2 separate regions of the Anas platyrhynchos genome follow, and region 1 is linked to region 2. A link is a contact called in public Hi-C data. All regions are on one chromosome and are shown on one strand. Each heading gives the region's core, a stretch centred on a gene start, on an enhancer-like site or on the middle of the called end of the contact. The rest is flanking DNA. Distances are from core to core; before and after follow the strand shown. Region 1 holds the start of B3GLCT (beta 3-glucosyltransferase). Region 2 holds the start of RXFP2 (relaxin family peptide receptor 2).

Region 1 (3,541 bases), core at 517-3,016, 130 kb before region 2:
GAGAAATAAACATAGTATGAAGGTTTCTACTTCCTTTGTGTAAGAATAATTGTTCTTGAGGCCAGTAACTTATTTAGTGAATCAGAATGTCAGCAAAAAGAGATTGTTCTGTAAGGGAAATAACAAACTGTGGTTGCTCACTCTTGCGTCCAATTTTCCCCTTCTCTCCAACACCAAGTAATATAAGATGGATCTATGCAACTAGATTTAGCAAGTCTCAATCCCCAAAGAAGTCTGGCTAATATATTTCTATTGCGGTGGTTTTAAGGGAAGTGTGAAGTCTGCTACCAAGTTACGGTGATATAGATGTGCTTGACTGAACTTGCAATGAGAGTGAACATTTATCACTATGAAAAGATTTCCATTCATCTTCAAAATCACCTCTCTGGCATACTTAAGGTACCCTACTGAATGCTTGATCTGTCAGGAAAAGAAGGCAGTAGATCTAAAAGCTGCAGAGTATTTATGAAAGGTCTAGGTCAGGTACTGTGCTGTTGGCCTTACTGAATTAAAAACAGGCAGTTTATGGTTTTCCTGGAGGCTGAACCAGATGTGTCCAGTAAGATCAGTGGGTACTGAGTGATGGGGTTGGTAGGAGGGGAGTATCTGCGATGGAAATCTTCTGTATTTGATGGGAAAATGTGTACATACAGATCTTTAGGGAAATCATGGCTATAAGTACCCAGTGTGTAAGCAATTGTTACCTCAAAATGCCAGGTGTCACACTAAATTGCTTTTAAGGGCACAGAGGACCTACACCTTACATGTAAGTAAAAGCAAGATTTTTTTTTGTTAAATAAAATGTAAAGGATTATTAATTCTCATTATTAATGCAGACCTCGTTGCTACAAATGAAAAAAAATGACAGTGAATGGTGAAAAAATGACAGTGCAGTTAACATTGCACACACACCACTTGGTTTCTACACCTTTGCTTCATACTCCAGAATACATGGGGAGTCATTTTTTTGTTTGTGAACAAGCTTTCATATTTGTGATCTTTCTCTGAAATAAATGTGCGGGCAGGTCAAGAAAGTTCAGACTGGCTGCAACCCCAAGGCCTTACACACAGAATCACACACACACAGAATATACACATTCAATAAAAAATACACATTCAATAAAAAACTTGTGGCCTGTTCATGGCAGTCCAAGGGCTATGGGGTTACACAGGGAGTTATGAGGTGGCTGCCTGGAGGCTTAGCACCCTCTGGGGCAACACTTTGTGAGGCATTGAGGGCTGTATTAGGCCACTTGTTAATTTGGACCGTGTTTCTGTAGGAGTGCTGGGTATCATTTGACAATATTTAAGTTTGTTCATGAGAAATGAAGAAAAAAAAAACTTCTTTAAATTGGACAATGGAGAAGCCTCGTTGGAGGACCTCCTTTGGAGTTTGCAATTGAGCATTAAGAACTAAAGACATCTTAATTGTTTTTTTGGTAATGGCTGCTTGATGTTTGATAGTGGTTACGGAGCGCTGTGCTAATCTGGAGGATTTGGGGCTCTAATATTGCCAACTTAGTCCGTACCTATATGATCTGTAACTGTACAGCCCGTAACCACACGGTCCGTAACTATAAATGCGGGCACGTTTCATTATTAAGGGTTTTAAAACTAAGGACTTTTAAATTTTAAAAATCCTCCGGCCGCAGCCGCCCCTCAGGCAGTCACCACAGGGGCGAGAGGCCGGAGCGGGCGGGCGGCCGCCCGCCAGAGGGCGCCGGGGCCCCATTGCGCCTCCCTCCCCCCCTTCCTCCTCCTCCTCCTCCTCCTCCTCCCGGCGCTGGCGCCCGGTCCTGCCGGGCCCTGGCGGGGGAGGGAGGGGAGGAGGGCGGGCAGGCAGCGGCGGCACCGCCACCAGCCGGAGGCCGCTCGGCAGAGGCGGGCAGCGCCGTGCCCCCCTCCCCGCTCCTCTCCTCTCCTTCCCCCGCCGCCATGGCTCGGCGGCAGCCCGGCTGCGAGCGCTGGCTGCTCCTCGCCGCTTGCGCCCACGTCCTCGTCCTCCTCCCGCCGCCCCGGAGCCGCGGTGAGTGACCGGCGGCCGGGGCGCCATGGCGAGGGTGAAGGGAGGAGGGCAGGGGACGGGACGGGAGGGAAGGGGACGGGGCACCCCGGCCCTTCGCCCTTCCCCTCAACTTTGTTTGAGGGCGGGCAGCGGGGCTCGGCCGCCCGGGCTCCCCTCAGCTTCCCGCCACGGCGCCGCCTGAGGGGAGGCGGCGGCGGCTCCGCGGGCAGGGGGCAGCCCTCGAAAAACCCCTTCCCTCAACAGCCCTGCCCTCAACAACTCTTTACCTCAAAAATCTTTCCTTCAAAAACCCCATTTTCCCTCAATAACCCATCAACAGCGTGTGGAAACCGCCCCCCTGAGCCCTGTGCTCCCGGACTAAGAGCGGGTGTCTCAGAGGGGAGAAAAGCTGCCCAGTTTCCTTCATCGCGAAAGAAAAAATAAAACCTATTTTCTTGATGTGTCTTGATTTCTAGAGACCTTTTCTAGGCAGGTGGGGGGAGATTGCGAGAGAAGGGTTTGTCAGCAGTCGGCTCGCCACGGGCTCTTGGAGTTAGCTGTTGCCTGAAGTGCGGAAAGCTGAAATAAACGTTCACAGCTGTTCAATTTCTCCTTATTTGTGTTCCCAAACGCACCCAGGCTCTGTCAGCATGGGCTCATCAGCTCATTCTGAGCCTTTGGGTTTGATTGCCTTCTGCTAGCGTGGCTCGTGGATCAAAATCCTGCCGGAGAAACCTCGTACAAATAAATCCAGTTTTAGGCAAAGTGAAAGGGTGATATTTTGATTTTTGCCTTGTAAAACATTTTTCCTTTTACCTGTGCAGCTTGGGCTTTGCAGTCCTGATACCCTACTGCTCGTCCTGAAGCTGTGTTTCATGCCTCTAAGAATGAGTAATTTTTCCTCCAGCAAGATGCTGTGGCACCCGTAACTTCTAAGAGGGTTGTGATAACACTGAGGATAGCAGCTTCAATTTCCCTGTGTGTGTATGTGTATATAAATATGTTTTATAGGCAGAAGTGGAAAAACTCGTGTTCTTGCTTGTGCAGTTATCTCTTGCTTTGTCCATGCTGCTATAAAATTTGCTTACCTAAAGCTTTTTGCAATACCAAGGCTTTCTTCTGTCTTTTTTTTTTTAAATATCTTTTTATTGTAAAGTCCTTTTGTAAGTACTGTAGGCTTTTGAGATAGCAAGGGTAATAAGTTTGCAAAGCAATCAGCTTTGCTGTTGGAAATCATGTGGATTTCATTTCACAGGAGAAAACAGCACGTCTGTTAGTCAGTATTTTATAAAATTCCAGCTTGCAGGTGACACCTTGCAGAATGGGGAGATGTGTTCAGGTGATTTTGTTTGGTCTAGCTTTCAGACACTCGGAAGGAATAGTGATGATGCTTTTTTTTCCATGTTTTTTCTTTGGTCACCTTTATAAAGGTACTGGTGTATACAGCACTCGTTCAGACATTTCAGTGGTTTACAAGTGGTGGTTTTAGCTGACTTCTTCCTATATGTGCTATCAGCTTAAATAAATTAGTAAAAA
Region 2 (3,601 bases), core at 1,044-3,543:
GCATTGTCTTTGTTGACATGGTAGGTGACGGATGATACTTTCTCTGGATTCCTGTTCTCCTCCATTTTTTGCATTTGCCTGTTTCAGGACATTGCGTGGCTTCAGCCATAGTAGTCATTCCTCTGTGCTGGCAGTAGAGAGGACTGAGGCCCTAGCTGCTGAGTCTCCTTGTAGCACTTGAGAGACCAACAAGTGGTGTAAGGGTTCCTCTGCACATCACTTCTTTATGAGTTCAGCCTACACCTTTCCTACATATCCACATTTTATTTCAAGAACTACTGACCTTAAAAGTCAAGTCCTGGTGTTCCTGGACACAGTCCTATATCATTATTTCACATTCCTCTATGAACACCAGTTCTTCAGATGTAGAGACCTCTTTGGTCCTTGGTAGCATTTTTCCTTGCTTCCAAGCGGCTTTGAGAAGGGAACGGGGAGATTACATAGCATTAAAAGAAACTGTAGGCATGAGAGTCTGGGCATACAAAAAGACACCTAAAAAGTCTGTGTTTTCTGCAAGTCCTCTGTACACAGACTACTTATTTCTGTGTGGAGATCAGCATTTAGCCTGATGCATTACTTAGCTAGTACAATGTAGTGCTCAAAAACTCATCTCAGTGAGTACATGCCCTAAATATATTATATTATATTATATTATATTATATTATATTATATTATATTATATTATATTATTATAAATATATCCAGGGTCTTCTGCACTGAGCTGTAACCCAGACTGCTACATCAGGACAGCAAAATCAGCCATTATCCTCTGGTAATAGGCATTTGCCATTTTTATCACTGATGCAACGACAGGTAAGCAAAGACATATAAAAGACTTCTAGTGATTTAATCAGTCCCACCTGTGGCACAGGCAGGGCATTATCTCTGCTACTGTTGTGACACATCCCTCAGACTGAAGGCCCCATGAGAGCCCCTGTATGTGAATTCAACACAGTTCCAAAGCAGAGAGAGAAGCAGGGAAGGTCTCCTTTGCAGCTGGTCACAGCTCAGTCCCCTGAACAGACAACTTGCTAAGAATGGGATGCCAACAACCAGCAATGACATTCACTTCACTGTTTCATGTGATCCCCACATAATCCTGCATGACCCTCTGTTATATTTTTAATTTTCATGTGCTGAAACCAAATGCCATCCATCCCTTCTTTTAGAATAGGCAGTGCCTGGGAAGATAGGATGTGCAAAACAGAGACAGAGCCAAACAGTGCCAAGCAAGGCACCTTTAGGCCTTTCCACCTATGCTGACTTCAATCACCTTCTGCATTTCAATGCTGGTAAATGTCCACATTTCCACCTGCTGTTTCAGAAACTGCAGAAACTCTACAGTGCTACACAGCACTACAAAATACAGGTGGAAATGTGCCACATCCCACTCTCACCTTCCTTTGCCTCCCACATTCAACATAAAGAGCACCGTGGGCTGGGATCGTAAATGCCTCTGAGATAATTGTGGTGGCTGAAGTCAAATACATTCTTGAACGAGTCCCCACCCTCACTTAAATTGTTCTTTGCCTTGCATAGAAGTGAATGGCTGTTTGGCCCTCTAACATTGGGTAGTTTTTATTGTAGGGTGTAGACCATCCATACACATCACATTTTTGTAGTCCCCTTTTCTGAAGATTTTTGCATTCTTCCTGTTAGCTGTTTTATTTCAAAGTATTGTAGACAAAAGTTATCAATAATTTGAGGTTATGTACTAATGTACTACAATCTTTTTGCATTGATTTTCCCCATTTAAGTCAAAATATAGCATGGAAGAACATAATGTCGCTCATCATGTATATTGGTTAAATGCACTGCAAACTCATATGAAATGATGTATAATGTTAGAAGAACGTGTCTGCCTTATTTAATTTTAAATACAGATAGTGGTGTAGGAAAAGATCTTTCACATGTCTGTAGTATCCTCTTCTGGGAAAAAAAAAAAAAAAAAGTTTTCACTGAGGACACATAAAGGCGTAACACGGGGCAGAAAAATATTAACTTTTCATAATAATAATTAGGGCACAAGTGTAATGAGCCTTCTTTGAGAAAAAAACTTTAAGAAATCACCCTTGGAGACAGCAAAGGGGCTGATTTCAGTGGCCCAGCTGTGCGCAGTGTTTAATGTCATGTGTAAGCATTTGGGTGTTAATCTTCAGTCGGCTTTGTAATTAAAAAATCTGAATAACATCATTACTCTGTAATCCCAGCTGTGATACGACAACAGCAAACTGTTTAGAGATTTTCATTTTCCTTATAAAAGTAACTTCGTATGTAAAGAAACACCTCGGATCCAGAAATCGCCCTGTCAGAAGTGAGTTGTGAACGCAGTAAAATCGGAATCCCTTGCGCTCTTTCTCAGGCACAAGCAGTGGCAAACCAGGAGCCAGACAAGACGTCTGCGATGGTTTATGACAAGTGCTGACAACCTGGTGGGTGAGAGGGAGCAGGGGCTGGGAGCATGCTCGGTGCCACGCATCCCATCCTGGCTGGGGCTCTGCAGGAGGGCAGCTGCAAGGGGCCCAGAGCAGAGCACGGCTCCATGGCCACACTCATCCCCTTGCCCGTCCCGTCCCCTTCGGGCTCCGAGGATGCTGTTCCTGCTCCGTGTCATTCTTCTGTTAGGAATCAAAGGTAAGACCACTTCTCACTTAATTCTTTATTAGCCTGAGTGCCTTTTGGGACGCATTAACAAGAAATTTCATTTAAAGTGAGGAATCGGTAAGGAATTTTCATTTGCATGATTTTGTTATACTTTTTTTTTTTTATTATTATTTTAAGTTTAAAGCAGGTGAGAAAATCTGATTTTGTAAAACGATTGAATTGCCCAACCAGGTTGCTTTAAATTTTGATTAAATTTATCAGCTACAAAACTAATTGATAAAGCCATGCTTTTTCAAAAAATACCCAATGTAATGAAACATTGTTCTGATCAGCAAGCTTCGCCTCTGTATCATAGCACACTTTCTACATATTAGGTGAAAAAAAGGAAGCATTTAACTTAGCAACTAAGTTTTCATGGGTATTTCCCAATTTAAGCAAAACTTGTGGTAATTCAGTGAAGCAAATATTTTCAGTATAAGCAAATTCAAAATAGAACGATACATTTAAGCAAGCATGTTGAATCTTAGAAACAATTGCCTAAAATATTGCTTCTATGAGAAAACTTATTTTTCATTAGAAACACTAGTTTAGCAACAATATACAAGTGGAAGTTACAGTCTTTCCTTTAAACAAATTTTCAAAAATTAAAATATTTCAGTTCCTACACACATTAATTTTTAATAATAATAGTTTTCTTATGCTTAGCAATTCTTGAAGTATTGTAGGAAAGTGAATAAATGGTTTTCATTGTAATTAGCTCATGAATGGCAATTCTTAAGCTTGTGGAAAGTTCTTTAATGAAATAGCATTTTTTTTCTAATAATGCAGAGTGTTATCAAAGTAAGAAAATGAAATGGCAAGTGCATTACTAGGAAGAAAATAAATTAAAAAGAAAAAGAAAATGCCAGCCTGTTAGAAATGGAAAACAAGTAAGAGAGAATATATTATTTGTTCTGTAGACAACCTGTTATAAAGGAGTGGAATATGCAGGATTAGA

What was found. A called contact is a pair of places that touch in the nucleus more often than the background predicts.
Region 1: a Hi-C map of liver shows a contact between it and region 2, with 3 times the contacts expected there. The contact joins the promoter of B3GLCT here to the promoter of RXFP2 in region 2. A contact is called at or near these places in 3 of 8 Hi-C or Micro-C datasets (liver, skeletal muscle and subcutaneous adipose tissue).

What each region holds. Positions count from the first base shown.
Region 1 is chr1:184,518,721-184,522,261 of IASCAAS_PekinDuck_T2T, reverse strand. B3GLCT (beta 3-glucosyltransferase) reads left to right here and starts at 1,766. Exons shown (of 15, transcript XM_027470010.3): 1 at 1,766-2,026. The coding sequence starts at 1,936.
Region 2 is chr1:184,386,627-184,390,227 of IASCAAS_PekinDuck_T2T, reverse strand. RXFP2 (relaxin family peptide receptor 2) reads left to right here and starts at 2,293. Exons shown (of 18, transcript XM_027470037.3): 1 at 2,293-2,634. The coding sequence starts at 2,412.